4 separate regions of the Sus scrofa genome follow, and all the other regions are linked to region 1. Evidence: chromatin contacts called from public HiChIP or PLAC-seq data. All regions are on one chromosome and are shown on one strand. The core of a region is the stretch at or near the end of the contact, and the rest is flanking DNA. Distances in the headings are between cores, read along the strand shown.

Region 1 (2,858 bases), core at 203-2,702:
GCTTTCACTAAGAAAAACATTTCTTGAATTCTCTTACTAGACACCGGTTATTTAGATGCTGGATCACCTTTCCTTTGTCAAGTCCATTTCTCACATCCTGTCTCACATTTCCTATTTCTGCCTTTTGCTTATTCTGAAAGATTACTCACTGTCACTTATCTGTTTATTAAAATTTTTTAGTGTCTGAGTTCCCATCATGGCACGAACCTGACTAGGCACCATGAGGTTGCGGGTTCGATCCCTGGCCTTTCTCACTGGGTTAAGGATCCAGCGTTGCTGTGAGCTGTGGTGTAGGTCGCAGATGTGGCTCGGAATTCCGCATTGCTGTGTTTCTGGCGTAGGCTGGCAGCTATAGCTCCGATTAGACTCCTAGCCTGGGAACCTCCATATGCCACAGGTGTGGCCCTAGAAAAGACAAAAAAAAAAAATTTTTTTTTAAATATCAGCCAATGTATTTAACATATAAGAGCTACATTTATTTTGATTATTCGTTTTTCATTGCATTCTCTTCTTGTTTTTATGGCTGTGCTGTGCCTGCTCAGAATAATATTTAGAGGCAGTTTTCTGTTTTGTTCTTTGTTTGTTTGTTTTTAAGTTTTCCTCTTCCTCACATAATCCCTATTTCCTCTGGGAGTAATTTTTATTTTCTTCTTAGTGATCCGGCTTATCCTGAGTTTCTCTTTAATGATTTAGGCTTTGCTTATAAGTTTGGATCTTTCATTATGATCTCCAATTGTCTATTCCAGTATCAAAATGAGGCAATATTAGGTGTGACAAGGAGTTTTTAGCATGTAGGGAGGACTTGTTGGCTGGCAGCCTTCATTCAGCAAGAGTGGACAGAACACCATTACTCAGAGGAATCCCTGTGTCAGGTGTAGAAGGCTTTCCTTCTTGGCACCATGTCTTTGTTAGCTGCTCTGCCCCCTAACAACTCTTTAATGTTCTGCAGGAGAACACTTCTGTTGGAGTGGGGAATAGGAGCATGGTCAAAGTTGACTTCCATAAATAGATCTTCAAACCCTTTAGCTCCAGCCCTCATAAATCACTGCCTCCTTCTTCATGCACCCAGAGAGGATTTGAGTGGCCCCACTATCCAGCCAGCATTGTTTTTTCCACCAAATCTAGTAGCATATTTGCCTTCTCTCTTCTCCCTACACCTCACATAATATACAGAATACACTTACAACACATATATGTGCTTGGCACTATTCCAGGTTCTTTCCATATATTTACTCATTAAATCTTCACAACAAAATTACAAGCAAAATATAGTTATCATCCTTACTTTACAGTTGAGGAAACTGAAGCACAGAGAGATTACAGTCACACCTAAGTGCAGAAGCTGGAGCTCAGAGCCTGTGTGTGTTCATAAGCACCACACTGTCCTGCCTGTAATGGATGGGTAAGACCCGGCATCTCTAGAACAGATCCTGAGACTGCCTACCTCTCACCACCTCTGCCCTTAGAACTGCGGTCCTCACCAGTTATCTCGTGTGGAGTATGGTTTCTTTGCCTCTGTCCTCCCCTAGAGTCTGTTCTTTATGTAGCAGCTAGAGAAATCTTCGGTATCCCTTTGATGCCCCATGTGGCCTGACCAGCCCACCCTCTTCCTGACCTTTGAACCTGATAAGCTGCCTTTGTCTTAGGATCTCTATATTTGCTTTTACTGTCCTTTCCTGTGATCTTATCATGACCGTCTTCTCATCAGTCAGATCCCAGCTCAGAAAACAGACTTTCACTCACTCGCTCTCATGCCTATTGATTTACTCTAGTTTTTAAAGTCATATCAGGATCTTAAATTTCTTACTTATGTATGTGTCCCTAGAACTAGCATCTAAATTCCTTGAAGGTGGGGATTTAAATAATTTAAATTTATGAGAAATAGGAACTTTACATCACAGTATTTGTGGAAAAGAATACCAATAATACTTTTCATAAGTAACTCTAAAAGTTAATATATACTAATTTAAATTTAAAAAGCCATTTCACATATCACTTAAAATTATCAGAACCTCAGTTTTATGCACTGCTTCTCTGTACTCTGTACTGGAGTGTCGATAAATATGTGCTCAGTTATAATCTTGAAAACTGACCCTTTAATGCATCCCAGAGCAACAGCTGTGTCCAGTCATCATGTCTCCTAGAGCCGGGGCAGCTGAATCTAGTGTCTCCATGGTTTTAACATGCAGTATGTTTTGGTATTTGTTGGTATCCATTTTCAGTGTTGATGTACACAGGATAAAGATGCTTTTGGACCAGTTTGAACACCATTTGAAACTTTTCTTCTCACACAGGACTGACTGCATTTCACAAATGATTTCCTTACGTTTGAAGAGACCATCCTGGATGGTGGACAGTAGGAGAATGAGGACGACTTCCGATTTCCAATGGCTCTTATTAATGTTTCTTCTTATGTATTTAATGAGTCAAGTAAACAGCCAGAAAAAAAGTAAGTATATCCAGAGTCAGGGAAAATGAGCTGATTGCAGTGTCATTACTGTTTTGATTAAAAGGCAATATTGGGTCTTTACTGAACCCTTCAGATAGTTGTTAAAATCCATTTCTTTGTTATTTTTTAATGTACTTTTTGGTTTCTTTTAAAAAGGCCCATAAAAGATAGCTCTAAATATTCTTTTCCCACTAAAAAATTAAGGTATAACTTACATACAGTAAAATTCACGCTCTTAGGATAAAGTTCTGTGAGTTTTGGCAAATATGTAGTCATATAACCATCTGCACAATCAAGATACAGAACAGTTGCCTCATTCCAGAATATTTCTCATGCTCTTCTATTGTCAGCCCCTCCCATCCCCCCCTCCATCTGGCAATGATCTGTTTTCTGTCTGTAATTTCAAAAT
Region 2 (3,025 bases), core at 422-2,921, 210 kb before region 1:
GCAGTGTGAACTGTAGGGCAGACAAAAGACAAGAGGAGAAGCTCCATTTAAACACGGCAAAGTGAAAACACAACCTTGGATCTGGGAAGAGTTGATGATAGCTAAACTAAGAATTAGAAAGTGGGTTCGGAACTTCCTGTGGGAGCCCTGCGCTGGCCTGTCTTCCCACTCCATGGACTATGTGCCAGCAAACACATCTCCTTTTCATTTGTCAGCATTCTGTTTCTTGTTAGCCACTGGGGTTCCCGGCAGTGGAAGAGACCAACATCACTTAATATGCAGGACCTGCACTCCTGCAATGATCTCTGCACGCTTAGGTCCTCATGCTTTGGAGACGCTGTGGGATGTCCCAGCCACCTGGGCAGTAGCTGGGCATGTTGCAGGGGCCACTGCCGCCTAAAGACAAGCCCTCTTCTCTCCCCAGAGACAGCTCTGTCCTGTGGTCTTCCTACCCTGCCCTCTCCCAATGTTCTTTTTTTTTTAAATGATTTTTATTTTTTCCATTATATAGTTGGTTTACAGTGTTCTGTCAATTTCTACTGTACAGCAGTGACCCAGTCATACATATATACGTACATATATATATATATATATGTACTTTCTCTCACATTATCTTCTATCATGTTCTGTCACAAGTGAGTAGATATAATTCCCTGTGCTATACAGCAGGATCTCATTGCTTATCCACTCCAAAGGCAGTAATTTGCATCTATTAACCCCAGACTCCCAGTCCATCCCACTCCCTCCCCCTCCCCCTTGGCAACCACGAGTCTATTCTCCAAGTCCATCATTTTCTTTTCTGTGGAAAGTTTCATTTGTGCCCTATATTAGATTCCAGATGTAAGTGATATCATATGGTGTTTTTCTTTTTTTGACTTACTTCACTTAGTATGAGAGTCTCTGGTTCCATCAATATTGCTGCAAATGGCATTATTGTGTTCTTTTTTATTGGCTGAGTAGTATTCCGTTGGGTATATATACCATATCTTCTTAATCCATTCACTAATATTCTTTTTCTTGGACCATTTTTCCCCTGAGCTTGCCTGGGCTAGCACCTCCCTTCAAGTGGCCTAACAGGTAGATAGTAGGCCTCTGTACCCTTTGTAGGGGAGGGGTGCTGAGGGACTAATTGGGAGCGGACACAGGGAGCCCCCTGGGGTGCTGGCAGTATTCTTTGTCTTGGTCTGAGTGATGGTTGGATAATGATATGTATGTAAATATCCATCCAGCTGTGCATTTGATTGTGCACTGCACTGTGAGTAGTAACCTGAGAGAGAGAGAAAATATAGAATCTGGGTTGGAATCCACTTTGAGTTGTATGACCTCTGGCTCTTGCCAGGCCTATAAACAGGGATAAATATACTACTTGTCACGGAGGGAGTTGCATGGATGAAATGAAAAAGCATTTGGTGCTGTATAGGGTGCTTGGTACAGGATGGGTGCTCAATAGTAGATTTGCAAATATCAGCATTATTGTTTGAGACAATGACTCTTCCAATGGTAATGAATACAAATGTTTTGATTTAAAATCCCTCTTCGCATGCTGGAGCATCTGGAGACCAACTCTCAAGGCCTTAACTCAAAGGTGTGACTAATCGTGGGGATATTAGGCAGTGAAGCAGGCTAACAGGAGAAAGTCACCGGGCAAGGGGCCCGGGAGTGCTCTTTCATTTATGGCAGCTGGGCAGCCCCAGCCACCTGGCTGGCCTGTGCAGGCTGGCCTCACCTGTATATCATACCCATTACAGCCACGTTTCTCGAGTCCTGGAGGCAAATTGCTGATGAATTCATTTCTGGCAAATAAATTCCACTCATATGCAAAATGTAAACGCTCTTGATCGACCCGCTCCAACACCAATGCTGAGAAACACAGCTATGACTAATGGCATTATCTCAGCTCAGCGGTGGAAAATCAGAGCCTTCGTGCTTCTTTTTTCTGACATCATTAAAATCTGCTTTACTCTGCCCAGGAAATGGATGAGACCCCTGGTTGCTGACCTCGACTTTGCCTGGAAATACTTAGAAATCCATAGAACTATAGAATGTCTGAGCTGCACGAGGTCTTAAAGAGCAGCTCAGCGAAAACCCCTCGCTTTATAGAAGTAGGAGGAAAAGTAACTCGCACAAGGTTCATTCATCTTCAACGAGTATTTATTCAGCGATCGTGGGCCAGGATTTGTGGTAGACCCTGGATTACATAACTTGGCATGGAAAATTCCTTCTAGCGCTCTTCCAGAATCCTCCCAAGCCAGAATATGACTTGAGTCGGTACTGCCAGATATGTATTAATGTCTTCAAGAGAATCCAGACAGTGTACAGCAGCTGCAGTGCTGAGTTAAATAATCCAGGGACCAGGGCTTCTGTCAGCTGGTATTGCAAACCCCAGGGGCTCACATGCAGGTGAGAGTCCAAGGCCAACACCTGAGCTGGGCAGAAGGACGCAGCCTCCCCTGCACTCCTCTTAGAATCTCCTCTGCTGCTCACAGCTCTTTGGGGGCATCACCTTTGTTTCCCGACTTCCTGATTTTCAGGCTGTTCTACAAGGTCTTTCCATTCTGAATTCAACCATGTACACGGGCTGGAAAGAGAAATGGACTAACCAGGGGGTTAGCCCTCGTCCTCAAACCCCCTAAACCACGGGCCCCAACTGCATGTGCTGTGGGGTATTAAACACCCGCCAGGTAACTTTATCACCCGCCAGGCCAGTAACCTAACCTGGAGAAGTGGACCAGGTTCAAGGCACCAGAGAGTATCCAGGGCTGTGGCAAATTGAAGAGGGCATGTCCTGCATAACAGGACAGTCTCTCCTCAGTCTGGTGGGTTTTTCCATGAAGATTACAAATGCAGCATTGCCACAGCTTCAGAATTTTTCCAAAAAAGCTGGAAAATTCTTTTTTTTTTTTTTTTCTTTTGGTCTTTAGGGCCATATCCATGGCATATGGAGGTTCCCAGGCTAGGGGTCCAATTGGAGCTACAGCTGCCAGCCTAAGCACAGCCACAGCAATGCCAGATCCAAGCCACATGT
Region 3 (3,038 bases), core at 461-2,960, 140 kb after region 1:
CTGCCGAAATCCCCTCACCCACAAGACTCCCCGGCCAATGACAGCTCACCTCAGGGAGCCCCAGAATGCCACGGAACAAGCCTGGGGTCCATGGGCCGCTGCATCTGACTGAAGGTCGGGTAAGGGGCAGAAAGGTCCCTAGTGAAGCACCATGTTGTGTCCTCGTGGTGGGACCACAGGCAAGTCTCTTGGCCTTTCCGGCCAGCCTCCATCCTCCCAAGTCAGACTGGCCTTGCCATCTGCTCCTGCCATCATCAAAGGAGGGCTGTTGTTGAGATCAAATATGTGAACATTCTTTGAACATGAGTTTGAAGTGCAATTACTCACAGGGTCTCTCTCAGAAGCCAGACCCGGCTGTTGAACTGGATTAGTCATTTTGCTGCCTGAATAGCACCACCTATCAGCTGGGACTTCCTAAGGACAGCCTGTCACTTGGACGAAGACCCCTGGCTTAAATGCCTTCAGCCTCAAATGCTTGACCTAGGCAGGGCTGCTTATATTGCCCTTGTCTGTTTCACGTGTGCTGTAGAAAAAGCTACTTCCGATGCTGCTGAATGACCCTGCCTCCTCCATTTGGTGATATAACTATGGTGGAGTGGGCAGAAGCAGCCCAAATTCCTTTTTCTGGATTCCGATGTTGACTCCCTGCTGGCAGCCCTCTCCCCTCTGGGCTCCTTCTGTTTTTGTTTTTGCTTTTGTTTTGCTTTTTAGGGCCGCATGCGTGGCATGTGGAAGTTCCCAGGCTAGGGGTTGAATCAGAGCCACAGCTGCTGGCCTACACCATAGCAACAACAATGCGGGATCCAAGCCACATCTTAGACCTACATCAAAGTTCAGGGCAACGCCAGATCCTTAACCCACTGAGCAGGGCCAGGGAACAAATCTGAGTGCTCATGGGTACTAGTTGCATTCGTTACCACTGCGCCACAACAGGAACTTCTGGGCTCCTTCTGTTTGTTTTTTGGCTGCCCCTGGGGTATAAGGAGTTCCCTGACCATATCATCAGGGATCAGGTCTGAGCCACAGCTGCAACCTAAGCAACAGCTGCAGCAACGGAAGATCCTTCACCCACTGTGCGGGGATGGAACCTGCGTCCCAGTGCTCCCAAGACAGTGATCCCGTTGCGCCACAGCAGGAACTCCTTTTTCGGTTTGTTGGTTTGTATTTGCTTTTTTGGTGGGCTCCTTCTGGATGGCAGGCCTGGTGCACTTCTTCCCTGCTTTTGACAAGATAAGCCAAAAGAACCCTTCTCCATTAAGGGACCGGCACCCGCCTACCCCCACCTCCACCTTCAAGGGCAGCCACTGTGTGTTCCTGGAGAGGCCAAGAAGGGAACGTGAAACAGCCAATGCTTGGTCTCCTAAAGGATGACTCAGCTTTCCACGTGGAGCTGGAATTCTCCGCCTTCATTTTCCCCAGCAGCTGGGCCATTGCAGGCTGCCCCTGTGCCTCCCTCCCCGGGAAGCTCGGCCTCGGGGGCAGGGGGCTGGCCCTCGGGCCCTGCGAGGGGCCGTGAGCACCCCCTCCCCAACTCCCTATTCTCCTTCCTTTGGGAACTCTCAGCGCTACAAACAAGCTTGCTGAGAACCATATTTTTCTGGGTGAAAGGTGAAAAATGCAGCATTTCCTCCAAATGGAAAGCACTGGGCCTGCCAGCTCCGGGCACGTTTCCGAGATCCTTCCTCCCACTTGGAGAGGAGGCAGCTCCTTGCAAGCAGGAGAGGAGCAGAGGTGGGTTGGTGGGAAGGAGAGGAGGGACGTGGGAAGGGAAGCCCCGGTCCCTCTGAAACCAGGGCCCTTTGTGTGTAGAAACCAGAGGGCCTGTTCGTGTCCAAGGGGCCTGGAGACGGGGCAGGACCGGGCTTGGAAACTGAAGGCAAACAAGAGGGCAGGAGAGCAGCACAGCTGCTCAGAGTGGCGCCTGAGGGCAGGGTTGCCCGAGCTGCCGCTTCCCGGGTTCTGGAGCAGCCTGGGGACCAAAGAGAGCCCACAAACCTTCGTGAGAGAGATCCCAAAGCTGGGCTTAGAGGAAATGCATGCTGTCAAAGTCAGGTTTAGCGGGAAAAGCAGGAACGTTCCCTTCTCTGACCCCACCCCAGCCGTCCTTGCTTCAAGAACACACGGGAAGTTCTGGGGAATTTTCTCAGCTCCTGACTGGAACAAACGCTTTTCAGGGACCTATGCTTCATGACATCCTTCCTGAGCCATCAGGGGCTGCCTTCAACTCCACGCTCCCTGGCTGCTCCTCAAACCTCTCCATCTAGCCAAGAGCCCAGCTGGCCTTCTGCGCAGAGCTGCTGCCCAAAAGCCATGACACAGATCCTGTCCCCCCGCCAGTCCTTCCTCCGCACAACAACATGGCCTACAAGTATCAGGCCACAGGCCGGAGAACAGAAAAATGGAAAAACGGGAGTGCAGTAGGCAGGGCTGGAGGAGCCGAAGCTGCAACCCCGGGCTGGGCCTGTCATCGCAACCTCACAGGACCCCTCCCAGCTCCAAGGGTCCTACGGACACACCACAGCCGCGGACTCCCTCCTCCTCTCACAGCCCCGCCCTCAACAGCGCAGGACTTGCTGTGGGGCTTTGACTGCACTGATGGCCCTGATTTTCCACCTCCTCTGTACCCCAGGCCCTGTGCCAGGCGACCTGTAATCATGATGGAGGTGGCGTTTCTTTATCTCTTGAATGTATGGACTCCGATTGATAGGATGTAGCAGAAGTGACACAAGGTGCTTCCAAACCTAGGCTAGAAAAGGCCTTAGACCTCGATTCCAGGGCCCTCGGCCTCCCCTGTGGTCATGCAAAGGGCACATCAGGCTGGCTTGCTGGTCCCAGGAGGAGGCTGGAGCAGACCCAAGTCACCTCACCATCCCGGCCATGGCCACGCTAAGCGAGCCACCCTATATGAGTGAACAAGTCCTGCTGAGGCCAGAGCCACCTAGTGAAGCCCAGCCAGGATCAGCAGAGCTGCCCAGCTGACCACTCAAGGCATGTAAGCAGGCAGCATGTCTTGTGGTGTGCCACTGAGGTTTTGTGGT
Region 4 (3,046 bases), core at 359-2,858, 160 kb after region 1:
AGAAATGGCAAAAAGACAAAAAAATAAAAAATTAAAAAAAATAAATAAATAAAAGATAACCTCGATAAATGCAATGTGGGATTAGAGAAACAAAGCCCTGTCTGTCTGGCATGTGTTCAGAGGGACATCCAGTGCCCAGGATAATGTCTCTCAACCACTTTTGTTCCTTGAAAAGCCACCAGATTCCACCCTAAGAACTGGATACTTTTTTGGCTTAAAGTGCCTTGGTCTGTGAAGATGCGAGCAACCTAAAGGGGATGGAAAAAATCTTAGAACCATGGTGTGGGTGCGGGGTGGCAGGCTATCAACAACAAAGAGCTGGGGGAAGGAGAAGGAAGAGAAAAGGTCAAAGCAAAAGCGCCAAAGAGGAGACTCACTGGATTGAAGATTCTGCCTAGAGTCCATTTTTCTCTTGTCGTGTAAGTTGGCTATTCCAAACCAGGAGCTTGGACTCGGAGTGGGGCTGGAGCTTCTGCCACCAGCAATTAAAAGCCACATCTGTGGAGTTTCCACTGTAAAGCAGCAGGTTAAGGATCCAGCATTGTCTCCGCAGGGGCTCAAGTTCAATCCCCAGCCTGGAGCATGGGGCTAAGGGTCCGGGGTGGCCACAGCTGTGGCGTAAATCACAGCTGCTGCTTGGATTCGATCCCTGGCCCAGGAACTTCCATATGCCATGGGTGCAGTCAGAAAGGAAAGAAAAAAGAGCCACAGCTGTGACTCGGGCATCTCCTTGGGCCATGCTCCACATGAAGAGAGCTAAGGAGCCCCTCATCGAACTGGTAAGAGCCTGAAGAGGACAGTGGACCTTGCTGATGAAAACACGAAGTGGGACATGGACTTGGAGCTGTCTATGCGGCGGAGGCGCACCAGAACCCTTCTGCAACTGGTTCCAGGCAGACCCTGGCCATAGCACAGCAGGAAGCTGACTGCCTGCTGGGGAAGCAAGTGCATGTAACCCTGCCTTCTGGAGCATCAAGTTCTCACTGCTTCTCAAAGCCTGAAGGGTAGCAATCCCGGGTCTGGGTACACTCTTCTCTCCATGCCCTTTGACCAGAAAGGGTATGAGTTGTTTGTCAGGCGCTTGTTTGAAAGGCTGCATTTTTGAGTTTGTTTTTTTTTTTTTTTCGTGTGTGTTGTTTTGTTCTAGTTTCTATGTTTATTTTGTGTGTTCTTTTCCCCTGGGACTGTGGCTAAATTCTCGTGCCTTCTTGGAGAATTATCTTCTGGCATGCAAGATAAGGAACAGTTCTGCGGAAGAGACTGAGAAATCGACACCCCCCCCCAGGAGATAAGGAAGATGCTGGTGGAAGCTTATTACCTCTTGAGGATGGCTGGGTTGTCATACGTCAGGTAACTGCGGCCGATAAACTGCGGGATCTCAATGGCTTCCGTGATGGCTGAGACAGAAGAGAAAACGGAGGTTACATGGTCTGTAGTTCTCTTGACCCCCAGCCCTCAACCCCGTGGCAGGAAAACACAAAGAAAGCCAGCTCCTGGAAACAGGACATTCATCAGCTTGTCAGCCCCTTCCTCTTGGCAGCACACGCACTTGGCCCGGTTCGGGGCTGCGGGACCTGAAGGCCTGGAGTTGGCGTCTCCCCGTTGTCCCCTCCCTGGGGCTGGCTGCCACTGCTACTGGCTTCAGCATTACCAAAAGGCCTTGCAATATGCTGAAACCTGAACCATGCCCAGCGATTCCTGGAAGCCAAAGAGCAGGTCTTGGGTCACGTGGGGAGCAGCTGGGGAATAACTGTGTTATGTTCTCTAGGGAGGCAGAGAAAACAATCCCCCAGCAAACTCCCCACAGGATTTCTTTATTTGAAGCCAATCTGGCCCAGAACCCCTTTAGCCATGACCTCAGATGCTGGTGAAATAAGAGGGACGAGGTTTTGACTTTTTTTGCAAGCCACCTTCCCATGTCAATGTCACAAGCTTTTCATCGCAATCACCTGAAGAAGTGGGGGGCATGGGGGAAGGGAGGGGTGGTTGTCCCCACTTTATAGAAGAGGAAAGTGAGGCACAGAACCACCAAGGATTTGCCCAAGCTCATGCAGCTCAGAGCGCAACAGACCACGAACCAGTCTGGCCCTCCTCACTTCTGGCCCTCAGCCCACTTTTTACTTTCTAATATTTTACAAGTGTGTTTCCTTCCTCCCAACCTCTCGTCACTTCGTTTTCTTGAGGAATCACCCTCTTCCACCAGTTAGCAAGAGAATAGGTTAAGCAGTTGTGTTTGGTGTCACAAATTAGGGATAATTCAGGGCATTTCTTCTAAAGACGTAACAGCAATATCTCTTTTCTCTTTTGAAAGACCCAGAAATGGGAGTATAAAGAAATTAAGGTAGAATGAACTTCATGTTCAAAGAAATGTGTAAAACGAGAGCAAATAAGCCAGCTGAGGAAATCAGTTATAGTTTCACAAAACTATAAATATGTGGTTGGTGCAAAGCAGACACTGAACTAAGGACTCCACTCCCAGGAAAGAAAAATGTGTGATTGTGGACACTATGGATGACCAGAGAGTTTAAATTTAACTTCTGAACATTAGGAAGAAAGAAAGAAAGAAGAGGTAACAGCACACCACAAAACCTAATGACACTGGGCCCCCAAGTATAAGTTTCTATGTGGGCAGGTCACACACAGCATGTTTGCAAACTTCATAAAAAAGAAAAAGAAGAAAGAAAGGGAGAAAAAAAGAAAAGCAGAGGAAGAGAGGTAAAATTTAAAAGACAATTTCTGAGGTATCTATACAAGAAATTGCTTTATGTCCTCTGAAGAGGCAGAGGCCAGGACAAGGGCCCGCTGGGCCAGAAGGTCTCTTAGAGACAGAAGTGAAAGGCTCGGGCAGTTTAAATTCTGGCCCACCCCACTTGTCGCCCTCTGGTTAAAGTGAATAGGAGGAAGAAGCGGCATTCCCATTGTGGTGCAGCGGAAACGAATCCGACTAGGAACCCTGAGGTTGTGGGTTCGATTCCTGGCCCTGCTCAGGGGGTTAAGGATCTGGCATTGCTGTGAGCTGTGGTGGAGATCGCAGATGTGGCTCGAT

What was found. HiChIP or PLAC-seq counts read pairs in DNA pulled down with a chosen protein or histone mark.
Region 2: an H3K27ac HiChIP or PLAC-seq map of skeletal muscle shows a contact between it and region 1. The contact joins two enhancer-like sites. A contact is called at or near these places in 2 of 47 Hi-C or Micro-C datasets (heart right ventricle and psoas muscle) and 1 of 2 datasets of contacts at active chromatin or transcription factors (skeletal muscle).
Region 3: a contact with region 1 is called in an H3K27ac HiChIP or PLAC-seq map of skeletal muscle. The contact joins two enhancer-like sites. A contact is called at or near these places in 1 of 47 Hi-C or Micro-C datasets (fibroblasts) and 1 of 2 datasets of contacts at active chromatin or transcription factors (skeletal muscle).
Region 4: a contact with region 1 is called in an H3K27ac HiChIP or PLAC-seq map of skeletal muscle. The contact joins two enhancer-like sites. A contact is called at or near these places in 1 of 47 Hi-C or Micro-C datasets (fibroblasts) and 1 of 2 datasets of contacts at active chromatin or transcription factors (skeletal muscle).

What each region holds. Positions count from the first base shown.
Region 1 is chr16:23,745,200-23,748,057 of Sscrofa11.1, reverse strand. LOC397451 (leukemia inhibitory factor receptor) reads left to right here. Exons shown (of 20, transcript XM_021076925.1): 1 at 1-1,402; 2 at 2,295-2,449. The coding sequence starts at 1,194. Among named protein-coding and RNA genes, the nearest start is that of OSMR, 290 kb to the left of the region's middle. Within about 2 kb of position 1,452, at least 9 of the 83 cell types and tissues checked have an H3K27ac peak or open chromatin away from gene starts, as enhancers often do. A contact at or near this core is called in skeletal muscle, where this site is marked.
Region 2 is chr16:23,958,602-23,961,626 of Sscrofa11.1, reverse strand. The region is part of intron 3 of LOC106506470 (a long non-coding RNA gene); the gene reads left to right. Among named protein-coding and RNA genes, the nearest start is that of OSMR, 81 kb to the left of the region's middle. Within about 2 kb of position 1,671, at least 5 of the 83 cell types and tissues checked have an H3K27ac peak or open chromatin away from gene starts, as enhancers often do. A contact at or near this core is called in skeletal muscle, where this site is marked.
Region 3 is chr16:23,608,628-23,611,665 of Sscrofa11.1, reverse strand. No RefSeq gene overlaps it. Among named protein-coding and RNA genes, the nearest start is that of EGFLAM, 210 kb to the right of the region's middle. Within about 2 kb of position 1,710, at least 31 of the 83 cell types and tissues checked have an H3K27ac peak or open chromatin away from gene starts, as enhancers often do. A contact at or near this core is called in skeletal muscle, where this site is marked.
Region 4 is chr16:23,583,678-23,586,723 of Sscrofa11.1, reverse strand. It overlaps EGFLAM (pikachurin), which reads right to left. Exons shown (of 24, transcript XM_021076641.1): 19 at 1,319-1,397. Among named protein-coding and RNA genes, the nearest start is that of EGFLAM, 180 kb to the right of the region's middle. Within about 2 kb of position 1,608, at least 16 of the 83 cell types and tissues checked have an H3K27ac peak or open chromatin away from gene starts, as enhancers often do. A contact at or near this core is called in skeletal muscle, where this site is marked.